Linked DNA regions of Capsicum annuum: region 2 is linked to region 1. Evidence: chromatin contacts called from public Hi-C data. All regions are on one chromosome and are shown on one strand. Each heading gives the region's core, a stretch centred on a gene start, on an enhancer-like site or on the middle of the called end of the contact. The rest is flanking DNA. Distances are from core to core; before and after follow the strand shown.

Region 1 (6,305 bases), core at 2,305-4,804:
TTTTCCAAATTTTTGTTTAAATATATCAAAATTGAAAAGACAAGTTCTAATACAACATATTTAACAACATATAAGAAATAATGTGAGCATAAATAATACCAGTATTACTAATACAAACATTATTAATGCAAACATTAGTAATACATTCTATTCAAAATTATTTTTATACACTCTAACAAACGACTTCTACGTTTCAATGGAAGGATCATATACAAAAGTAAAGTTTGATAAAACATTTACAGGAGTTTGTTTTATCGTGTTATCAAAGTCAAAGAACTTAAATTAATATGACAGATAGCAACTTAGCAAATTTAAAATATTAGTTTAATGTAACTTCAAATAAAAAGTTGACAGAACAAAGAGAACGAGAAATGAAAGCAAAGGATGTTTATGTCGACTTATTGGGGAAATGCAATGGAATTTTGAGTTTCTAATTGCGACCCACATGTGCTGTAACATGCAATGACTAGATAACACTTATTTTTTTTTTAACAATTAATCTCTATTTTATTCAATAGGTTTCAAGTCTTATGTATCAATTTTATTCTAATATTTTATACGTAGCAAATCTCAATTATATGACTAAAGATCTAAACTTTAAATGCATCAAATTTTACTACTTATATGAGTAAATTGTACACAATTATTTTGTGAGATAATTTGACTCCTTACAAAATACTATCAAGTAATTAATATGTTTTGTGTATTCATATTTTTATAAATCATTATTAAAATTAACATCAATCTAATTTATCGTACATATTTAAAATATTTTAATATTGGACCCGTGCTGACATGGCCATGCTCCTCTAGTATTGTTACACTAAAGAGCAGCTGCACAATTTAGTCACAATTTAGTTAGATGTTGGCATAAGAATTGAATTGAATAGGGGAAAAGTGAATTAAAAGAAAATAATAGGCACAAGAAAAGCAAATAAGAAAAAATGGTTCTATTAAAAAACAAAAAATCTTTAAAATATAGAGAGGAAAAAGAACTATGACAAGATATAGCCCCCAAAATGTGTCATTAGAGTAAACAATTAGTGAGTGGAATTAGGTGGGTAATGTGGAATTATTAATTTAGGTCCTCCACTTAATGAGAGATTTTTTATTTTTTATTTTTTTGATAACCGAAAGATTTAATATAGTGGTTGTGGTGTAACTTTTTCAAATTGACTCATTGTTACCTCTCATGTATCATTAGTAATAAAATTCGATCACATTTAATAATTCCTTCCTTTTAATTTTAAAAAAGAATATTTCCTTTCTTTTTGGATATTTCTTTTATTATAACTTTTCACATGTCATACTTATCACAATAAACTATATATATATATATATATATATATATATATATATATATATAGTTTCAGGAATCAGACCACAAAATTAATAAATCTTTTTTGTTTTCTTAAAACTCCGTGTTAAACAAAAAAAGTCAAATAAACAATTTTAAACTGATGGAGTACTTTTCACTTACGGCAAAATAACTCGGTGGATTTCTGTACTTGTTCCCATTTGTAAAGTGAACGTCTATTTAACCTTTTGTCGTCTAAACCCCAGTAAACAATAATATTTTAAATTCTTCTGACCGTTGACCAAGCCTATGTGGCATTAAGGTGTCTGAATAGGACGCAATGTGTGTAGTCACAAGCGTGAGTGCGAGTTGGTACAGTTTTTATATTAAAATAATTTTTTAAAAAATTAAACATGGAAAAAAATCCTCCACCCTCCCCTCCGCAAAAAAAATCCACCATTACAGTCCCCCCCCCCCCCCCCCCCCCCCCCCCCTAAAAAAAAATAAAAAATAAAAATAAAACACCATCATTACAACCCACCCAACCCCCAAAAGGCCACCATTACAGCCCTCTGTTGCCCCCTTCCCCTGAAAACTCACATCAACACGGAAGCAAACCACTAAAAGCAATGAAAACCCTTGTCATTAGAGAGAAGAATTAAAGAGAAATGTGTTCTCATTTTTGTGTATGAGAGTCAAAATGGCAAAAATCGTTTCCAGTTTCAAATCATATCCTTCTATATTCAAAATAGAAACAAACCAACTTAAATAATGAATGGGCTGGTCTGAGTATACAAAAGCCCATTATTGAAGGACTAGACTAAGACGGTGGTGGTGGAGGCCCATTCCTAACATCCCCCGCAAGCCGGAGTCCTAACCTAGCTTGGACAAGAGACTGGGATGGTGAATGCCCGTCAAAGGCTTAGTAAGCAGGTCAGCCAATTGTTGTGCTGTGGGAATATACTGCAAAGAAACCAAGTCATCCTTCAACTTCTCACGCACAAAATGACAGTCGATCTCTATATGTTTAGTTCGTTCGTGAAAACTGGATTCCTGGCAATATGCAAAGCAGCCTGGTTGTCACAAAATACCTGTACAGGTGTCAAATTAGAAACACCAAAGTCAGCAAATAATCAAACCAGCCAGGATACTTCCGCCACAATCTTTCGAACAGCTCTATATTCAGCCTCGACTGAAGATAAAGCGATGGTGGGTTGCTTTTTGGACTTCCAAGATATAAGAGAGCCACCAAACAAGAGAAAGAAACCCGTAACAGAGCACCGGAATTGAATACAACCAGCCCAGTCAGAATCACAATAGCCAGTCAAGGAAAAATCATCACTATCATTGAGAAAGATACCCATTTCTGGAGAACCAACCAAGTATTGCAAAACATGAAGACCAACCTCCAAATGAGGCACACGAGGGCAATGAAAAAACTAACTGAGGTGTTGTACAACAAAGGAAATATCAGGATGAGTGTGTTGTAAAAAATTCAATTTGCCAACCAGTTTACGATAAACAGAAGGATCAGCGCAAAGCTCGTCTATATCAGCAGATAATTTGCAATAAAGTTCCAAAGGACAAGCCACAAGAATAATATATGAACAATTAAAATAAGCCAATAGATCAGTAGTAAACTTATTTTGAGTAACCAGCAACCCTGAATGTTGTTTAATAAGCTCCAATCCAAGGAAATAATATGCCTCTCCCAAGTCCTTAATTTTAAAACAATCATCGAGGATGTGCTTAAGCGAATCAATCTAAACAGAATCATTACCAACAAACAATATTCCATCAACATAAACAGCCACAATAGTAATAAGGTCACCAGAAACCTTAGTAAAAAGGAGTAGTAGTTAAGGTTGGGAACAAAACTCATGAACTGTACGACTGCTGATAATTTGGCATATAAAGTGATTTTTCAGCTTGTAAAAAAGAGAACGAGATGGATCAGGGGATGAAATATCAAAACCTTGACGAATTTTCATATACACCTCCTCCAACAGATCTTCATGCAGAAAAGCATTGTTGACATCAAGTTGATAAACTTTCCAATGACGTTTAACTGCTACAGCTAAAAGACACTTGATGGTGGACATTTTAACCACCGGGGAAAAAGTCTATTATAGTCGACCCCTTCTTTTTTACTATCCCCTCGAATAACTAAACGGGCTTTGTACCTCTCAATAGACCCATCAGCATGCTGTTTTATCTTATATACCCACTTCGAGGGTATTGCCCTCTTACCAGGGGGTAAAGGGACAATCTCCCAAGTATTATTTGCTTTAAGGGCATGAAATTCCTGCAATATAGCAGCCTGCCAAGCAGGATGACTAACTGCTTGATGATAATATTGAGGTTTCGGTAAACTAGCCCCAACAGAAGCACAATAAACCTTAGATTGAGAAGCAGAAGAACACACATAATCTGAGAGATAAGTGGGAGTAGAGGAAGTCCTGGTAGGCCTTCTAGGTGGACAAGGTGTTATAGAAGGTGTAGAATTAGGAACATCAACAGTAGGAGGAGGAGTTGAAGGAAAGAGAGAAACAGGTGAATGAGAAGCATAGGGAAATATAGGTTTATGAAAAAGAACATCCCTTGAATAGAACACTTTGTGAGAAGAGATAGATAACAATTTGTAACCCTTTTTGCTAATACAGTAACCAAGAAAAATAGAAGAGATGGACCTAGGCTAAAATTTATCCCTTTGAGGGATGGGAACAGATGCATAACAAAGGCATCCAAAAACTTTAAGGTTGGAATATGAAGGAACTGAACCATGAAGAAGCTCAAAAGGAGTTTTATTGTGTAATAAAAGAGGGGGAAATCTATTTACCAAAAAAGTAGTAGTGAGTACACAATCTCCCCAATACTTTACTGGTAATTTGGACTGAAAAAGTAGTGCCCTAGATGTTTCTAACAAGTGTTTGTGTTTTCTCTCCACCACCCCATTTTGTTGAGGGGTGTGAGGATAAGAGGTTTGATGGAAAACCCCATAAGAGGAGGAAAATTAAATAGCCTCAAAACTAGAACCAAGTTCAAATGCATTATCTGATCGGATAATTTGAATGTTTAATTTGAATTGATTTTGAATATAAAAGAAGAAGGATTTGATCATAGGAAAAGTATTGTACTTGGCAGATAATAAATGAGTCCAAGTGCACCTAGTATAGTCATCTACAATAGTCAAAAAATACTTATAACCATTGTAAGTTTGAGTGTGGATAAGGGCCCCAAAGATCAATATGAACAAATTGAAAAGGTTTAGTGGAGTGAATTTTACGTTCAAGAAAAGGTAACCTCTGTTGTCTTGCCATTGGGCATATGAAACAATGGAAAGGTTTCTTAGTAGGAAGAAGGGATCTAAGGGAAGAAATTGTTTTTATTTTGAAATAAGGCATATGTTCTAATCTATGATGCCAAATAAGAGGAAGACTAGCATTGTCGGTAATGGAGCTAGAAAACTGCAACTCATAATGTACAAGAAGAACATTTGCTTGAAAAGAATCAGAAATTGAATTAACATACAAATCTGGAGACATTTTATAAGAAGATGAAGAAGGTACATGTTGTGGAACATGAACTTTGAATTGGAAATAAAAGATATAGAAGAACTAGGAAAAGACATAGAAGAAACAACGGCGTTATTATCATAAGAAGAAATAAAACCAGACATAGTAACAGATCTATTAGATGATGGCGGTGAGCTGTGAGATGCAGCATTGTGGTGAGGATTGTCAGAGAGATTGGAACCATTCAGCTGAAGAATATATAGTCCATTGGACAGTTTTCCAACTTTCAGTGGCCTCTTCAGAAAATGGCCCTAAAAGACATAAGAAGTGTCAGTAAAATGAGCAGTGCAATTAAACTGTAAGAGGAATTGATGTAAAGAAATCAAATTATATTGAAAACTGGAAACTAGAAGAACATGATTTAGAACTAAATCAGAATACAAAGGCAAGGAACCAGTACAAGTTATTTTCACTTTGTAACCATTTGGAAGAGAAATTAAGTAAGGTGATGACAAAGGTTTAATGTTGGTAAAAAGGTGTTTGTGAGGGGCTATGTGGTGTGTGGCCCCTGAATCAAGTATCCAAGGATTATTAAACATCTGAGAGAGGTGGAAAGCAAAGAAATAACAAATATTATAAGCTGAAATACTAGTCACACCTGCAAAGTTGGCTGAAGCACATAAACAAGAGTCATTGATACAAGTACGACCACGAGGATGGACGTGAATGAGTGCGTAATGAAATCGTCCAAGGAAGTGCACAAGTGAAGTGTAAAAGAGGGCCTAAACACACCAAAATCAGCCCACTTCTTGCACTTGATGGGCACCTCACCCTTAAGGGGTATTATGGATATTTCACATTATTTTTATAATATTTATAAATAGAACCTTTTAGGGTTTCATTAATTAGAACATTTTAGGGTTTCATTCATTAGACTTTGATGATAATGAATGTTGTATAACATTGAAAGAAAAGTCCTCTCTCCTTGAGGCACAAAACCAAAACTTGTAACTAGGGTGGAATTACTAGTGTTGCATTCTTGCTTAGAACGTTGGGTGCTAGAGGAGGTTGAGGTCTCTCTTGTGCTCACCGAAGAGAGTAGGTGTTCCTATTATCATTGTATTAAGGGTCTAGGTACTTGAATACACTTAGGTTCTTAGTTCATGAGATAGTGTTTGTCACTCTATCTATCCTTTCTATTCTTGCAATGTTGTAATATTTGTATCTCGTATTGTACCCATTTGTGTTGTTGTTATTCCCATTATTAAGTTCATCTTATTCTTCATCTTTTTGTTGTTAATCATAGTTTGGGTTGGCTGATTTGGTGTTGAAAATACCCCTTTCTATCTCGTTATTGTGTAGCTGTAGCGAATTCGAGAGAGGTCTCCATTTAGTCCACAATTTATTGTAATTTATGAACTGTTTGGAGTGTGTTTCGTGTTTCCATTGTCATTCTCATATCAGTCGTGCAACCTACTTTGATGTAATAAGGA
Region 2 (6,305 bases), core at 1,719-4,218, 47 kb before region 1:
TTTAAAGTGAAAAATACTAGTAATTTGAAAATTGAAGTTGTTTTTAGTACAAACTACAAAGTTAATGCTATAATTTGTAGTGAAACAATTTTTTTTTGTTTGTTAAAAAATTGTATTTGGAAAACCATTTATCTACCTCTCTCACGAGGTACTGGTATGATCTTATTTCTAGACCTCACTTGTGAAATGTTGTTGGGTAGATTGTTGTTTAAATTCTTGAACTTTTTGAATTAAAGTTGAATTTTGGAATTTTTTAAAATTTTATGATTAAATGTGTTTTTTGAGTTTAACCCTTAAAAAAGTAAAAATTTTCATAGTCAAACACCATCTTAATTTTAACTCAATGAGTATTGGGTCTGGCCTAGGGGCTTGTTCAGGGTGAGACACTGACAATATTCTTTTTGTTTGGTGTGAGGTATAAAGGATAAATAGTCTAATGTTTGGTGTGAGGTATTAGCTAGTATTGGGATTATTTATTACACCATTTACATCATAAAGTTAGAATAAGTTATCTGATATATATATATGGTGGAATAACTAATCCTTGAATAACTTTTTTTTAGCCAAACAACCTCTTAAGGCACATTAGCAATGGTGGAGTCAAAATTCGAAAGAATAAACGTACGAATTAGTTGAAAGGAATTCAACGTCTACTAAATATACTTAAAAAAAATAAAAATTAATCATGTATAAGTAGTATAAATTTTTATACTTGAACCCCTAAACATAAGCTAGCTCCGCCCTCAATTACATGTATGGGTGAGACTTATACCCTAATTGCTCCATTGTATGTTCTAGACACGCGTAATACCAATGTACGAGCTAATTTAACAGATTTCATACAAATTATACGTTAAATTTCTTATTTAACATTGTTGATGCCTAGGGGCCGGTTGGCCATACATTATGAAATTATGATTTCAAATCACAATATTATAGTGAAGTGAAGTAAAGTTGAAGTTTTATTTAGACGTGCAATTTGAACCTTTTTAAGTTGTATGTTTTCTGACAAAAGTATCGCCCCCCCCCCCCTCCCCAAAAAAATAAATTGTGAAAAATATTATTTAATTCTCATATAGTGTTATCAAATAAACAACCTATAGTTCATAAATTGATAAATTACATGTTTTCATACATTTTTATAAATAAAAAATTGTGATTACAAACTTCAAGTATACGTAATTTTATAAAGATCTACTATTCAATAATAATAGTAACTAATTTTTGGTTAACATAATTCTTTCACATGGTACCTATAATTTTTTCATATCGAGCATATATCTTTTTGCAAATTTTAGAATGATGAGATTTTTCTTTCTACGAAATATAAACGTGGATACAATTTTTATACCATATGAGATGGTGAACTGATCTGAGAAAGCGAAATGCTGATATGGAATTTTCAAATAAGTTTTTTTTTTTTTTTAGAGAGAATTTGATATTTCACAAAACGCCTACTTATTAATATTAGCGAATGACTTTGCATGCACATGAACTGATGGACAAAATATGGAGAAAAAGTGGATGGGGCAAAAGAGTGTGGAACCAAAATATATCATGAAATTAAAATGATATTAAAATATATTATGTATATAAAATATGATCATAATATACTAAACTCACTTTTTTAAAGTTAACAACAGATGTCAAACGGTGTTAGAAATCTGAAAAGGTACATAACTCACTTTTTAAAAAGTGAGTTATGCATTTTATTTCTACATATCTCGCTTAAAAAGTAAGTTATGTTTTTTAATTTATGTACTTATTTAATTTATATATTTATTTTATAATTTATGTGAATTTTTATAAAACTTACATATTATGTAAACAATTAATTTATCTTTTTTAATTTTTTATTTTTTTAAAAAGCTAACATATTTTATTTTTTTTAAACTCACTAATTATGTGATTTTATAAAACTCAGTAATTATTTTTTTAGATATATTTTTATCTTATAAAACTAGATATGCCTCTATTTTTATCATATACTCCCCTTATTTCAAATAAGTTGACCCCTATGTACTTAACATACTCATTAAGAAAAAATTTATTAGGGATTATCCATTTACCAAACTAGTCTTATTAATTATACTTTAAAAATATAAATTTAAGTTTATACATTTTATTTAGTCATTAATGATAGAAATAGTATCGGAAGAATATAATTATATTCTCTTAATTTTATAAAAGGACAATTAAATTGAAATAATTTTTTTTAGAAAGAAAGCCAACTAATACGAAATGGAGGGAGTAAAACACACTGTGAATTATTCAAATATAAAATAAGTAAAAAAATGAGTTGTCCATTGAATATAACTTTTAAAATATGTGTGACAAGTGCATACTTTATTAATGATGTGAATATATTTTTAAAGAATAATTAATAAGACTAATTTGGTAAATAGATAATCCCTAATAATTTTTTTCTTAATGAATATGCTAAAGTACACAGGGACCAACTTATTTGAAATAAAGGGAGTATATGCAACTTATTTGAAATAAAGGGAGTATATGATAAAAATAGAGGCATATATAATTTTATAAGATAAAAATATATTTTAAAAAATAATTATTGAGCTTTATAAAATCATATAATTAGTGAGCTTTAAAAAAAATAAATATGTCAGTTTTTTAAAAAATAAAACTTTAAAAGGATAGATTGATTGCTCGGATAGTATGCAAGTTTTATAAGAATTCATATAAATTATAAAAATAAATATAATAAATCAAATAAGTATAAATCAAAAAACATAAAGTGAGTTATGTATAAATAAAATGTATAACTCACTTAAAAAGTAAGTTATGTACTTGACACATGTCGTTAACTCATTTTGATATAACTTATGTAAAATATAAGTTACATAAGTTAAACATATTATGATTACATTTTATATACATGATATATTTTAATATTTTTTTAATTTCATGACATATTTTAGTGTTGGACTTGCAAAAGACACACATAAATAAATAATTTAAAACGGGAATACATCAGAAAAGAAAGTTCAGGTGTTATTTCTGGAAAAGTTTATTTTATTTTCATTATTTTAAAATCTTCCCTTTCATTTCATTGAATATGCTTTTTCATCTTTACTACGAGTATCAATCGCGTTAGATCCCGAGTTGATTGAAATTCCAAAAATAGAAAAGAAAAACCACCGACGCAGGGGAAAAACATTGGGATAGTCTCCATCTTCAACTGTCTTAGCTTCAGATCTCATTTAATCAACTCCACTAACCCAATCATAATCCACATTAATTCCCTATTAATCTTCCACTTAAATAATTGAACTCAATCCACATTCCAAATTGCATATGTAGTTATACAGATTCAGTGCAGATTTGTCACATTATCAATTAGATCAGTCGGAGTGAGATCTGAAAAAAAAATGGCGGTTGCAGTCCGAGGAGGCCGTGGCGGCGGATCGGCACTTCGGAATTTCTTCTCATACCGAATCTTCGTCTCCGCTATGTTTACTTTACTCTTTCTCGCTACTCTCTCCGTCCTCTTCTCCTCTCACCACGATTCCGTACGTTTTCATTACTTTAATCTTTCTAATTTTACCTCATTTGCTTATGCATATTGTTTGCAATGAGTTGTGTAGATTAAATCATTTTCCTTAAAAAGTAGTAGTAGTAGTTGCTGTAATTAGAACTGTATTTTAGTGTTGATGAGGTCATTCATTTTACCTTTTTTTTTATATGTATGTTTCGTGTTCCGTGGATAAGGCATGCTTTTATATCTTCAGTGCATAAGACGTTTGCTGAGAGTCGATCAGTTTACATTTAGGAAAGAATAGGTACACTGAAGTGTGAAAATGGAGAATGAAAATTTGTATCTGTGGTGAAGGTTATAGTGAAATTGACTAACATTTGATCATGCGTAACAGACTACGTCATTTGTGGGACTGAGTTCAGATCCATTGAAGACTAGGTTAGATTTAATACATAAACAAGCAACTGATCATATAGCGCTTGTGAATGCCTATGCTGCATATGCAAGGAGGCTGAAGTTGGAGATTTCTAAGCAGCTTAAGATGTTTGAAGATTTGGCACAGAATTTTTCTGAACTTCAGTCGAGGCAAAATTATCGCTCGACTTTGTTTGATACTGATGGACCTCTGGAGGAGGACTCCTTGAAACAGTTTGAGAAGGAGGTTAAGGATAAGGTCAAGTTTGCTAGGTTATTGATTGCTGACTCGAAAGAGTCTTATGATAATCAATTGAAAATACAGAAGCTGAAGGACACAATATTTGCTGTTAATGAGTTGTTCGTGAAGGCAAAGAAGAATGGAGCTTTTGGCAGCTTGATTGCTGCTAAATCAACTCCAAAGAGTTTGCATTGTCTTGCTATGCGACTTATGGAGGAGAGAATCTCACATCCTGAAAAATATAGGGATGAGGACCCGGAACCTGAATTTGAGGATCCTACTCTGTATCATTATGCCATATTTTCAGATAATGTTATTGCAGTATCCGTGGTTGTGAATTCGGTGATAAAGAATGCAGAGGAGCCGTGGAAACATGTGTTCCATGTTGTTACTGATAGGATGAATCTAGCTGCAATGAAAGTGTGGTTTAAGATGAGGCCTATTCAACAAGCTCACATTGAAATCAAATCTGTTGAGGATTTTACATTCTTAACTCCTTCCTATGTTCCAGTGCTCAAGCAACTTGAGTCAGCAAAGTTGCAGAACTTTTACTTTGAAAACAATGCTGAGAATGCCACGAAAGACGTGAACAACATGAAATTTAAGAATCCAAAGTACTTGTCGATGTTAAATCACTTAAGATTTTATTTGCCGGAGATGTATCCATCACTTCACCGGATTTTGTTTTTGGATGATGATGTTGTGGTTCAGAAGGATTTGACTGCATTGTGGACAATTGATTTGGATGGGATGGTCAATGGGGCAGTTGAAACCTGCTTTGGATCTTTTCATCGTTATTCTCAGTACTTGAATTTCTCTCACCCACTTGTTGGGGAAAAGTTCAACTCTAAGGCATGTGCCTGGGCGTTTGGGATGAACATTTTTGATCTTGATGCTTGGAGGCGTGAAAAATGCACTGAGCAGTATCACTACTGGCAGAATTTGGTGAGTTGTTTTATGCTGTACCTTCTATCGTTTATGCTTGATTTTTTTGGTAAGTTTATTATAGCATAGAAAACAATAGACTGAATTAGAATCTGATTGAGCTAGGACTTCTTTTCTTTTATCATTTATCCTATTAAGTTATTAATTCTTATCAATTTTTTTTTATTAGAATGAGGATCGGACATTGTGGAAATCAGGAACTCTTCCAGCTGGGCTGATGACCTTCTACTTGAAAACCAAATCGCTGGATAAGTCGTGGCATGTACTCGGCCTTGGGTACAATCCAAGTGTAAGCATGGATGAAATCCACAAGGCTGCTGTGATCCACTATAATGGGGATATGAAGCCTTGGTTGGACATAGCCTTGAATCAATACAAGGAGCTATGGACTAAATATATTGATTCCGAAATGGAATTTGTGCAGATGTGCAATTTTGGCGTGTAGAGGAGCACACTGTTACGCCTCAGCAACAATGAGGTAACAGATACTAAAGCACACTCATTGTTCATCTGAATACTTGAAAATATATTTTCATCCAGAGCGAAGCTCAGGCTGTTGATTCTGTCTACAGTATCTCTCAAATTTGTCGTCTTGTTACTTATTGTAACTTAAAAAAGGTCAATTCAAGCGATCAGCTTTTGTAGACAGTGAAGTGATTCTTTTGTAAGGGACTTTTAGCACGTACAATGGGTTCAGTGACTAATTAAGAGATTTTGAAACCATTAATGCATTTATATATTTGCCACTAGTTTCTTTTTACTGGTTCAAGTCTGCTGCGGATATTGCAATAAATTAACTGTTTTTAATAAGTGAGTTGCGAATGAGAAGTCAGGATAGGATTCAGGGCTTATGGTATTTTTGGACTCAACCACCAAAATGTTCTTAAATTCTCAAGTATTTCCAAATAGTGTCATACATGAGAGTTTGCAGGTTCTGGCATGGATAAATGAACTAGGTTTACTTTAGCTTTACTTTTCCTTTTCTGTTGATCATTACTAATAAGCAGTAAAGGCAGTATTAGCCCTCTTAACATTCTGCACCTCCCCTAATATCCGCTTTGCATTTATAAAAAGAAATTGTTCCATTTGCTGCTTACAAGGTGATCTTAGCCACACCTGGGGTTCCTCTTATCATATGTCTTCATCTTCTCAAATGTTTGCAGTCACTATAGGTTTGTAGATCTTCCACTTCTTACATGTTCCATTTCC

Evidence for each region. Hi-C and Micro-C count contacts between places; a contact is called where the count stands out from the background.
Region 2: a Hi-C map of bud shows a contact between it and region 1, with 2.5 times the contacts expected there. The contact joins the promoter of LOC107860391 here to the enhancer-like site in region 1. A contact is called at or near these places in 3 of 5 Hi-C or Micro-C datasets (bud, leaf and placenta).

The regions. Positions count from the first base shown.
Region 1 is chr2:147,940,665-147,946,969 of UCD10Xv1.1, reverse strand. No RefSeq gene overlaps it. Among protein-coding and RNA genes, the nearest start is that of LOC124896102, 7.7 kb to the right of the region's middle. Within about 2 kb of position 3,554, at least 4 of the 5 cell types and tissues checked have an H3K27ac peak or open chromatin away from gene starts, as enhancers often do. A contact at or near this core is called in bud and leaf, where this site is marked.
Region 2 is chr2:147,987,181-147,993,485 of UCD10Xv1.1, reverse strand. LOC107860391 (probable galacturonosyltransferase 9) reads left to right here and starts at 2,968. Exons shown (of 3, transcript XM_016705731.2): 1 at 2,968-3,530; 2 at 3,891-5,096; 3 at 5,266-5,845. The coding sequence starts at 3,390. The coding sequence ends at 5,541.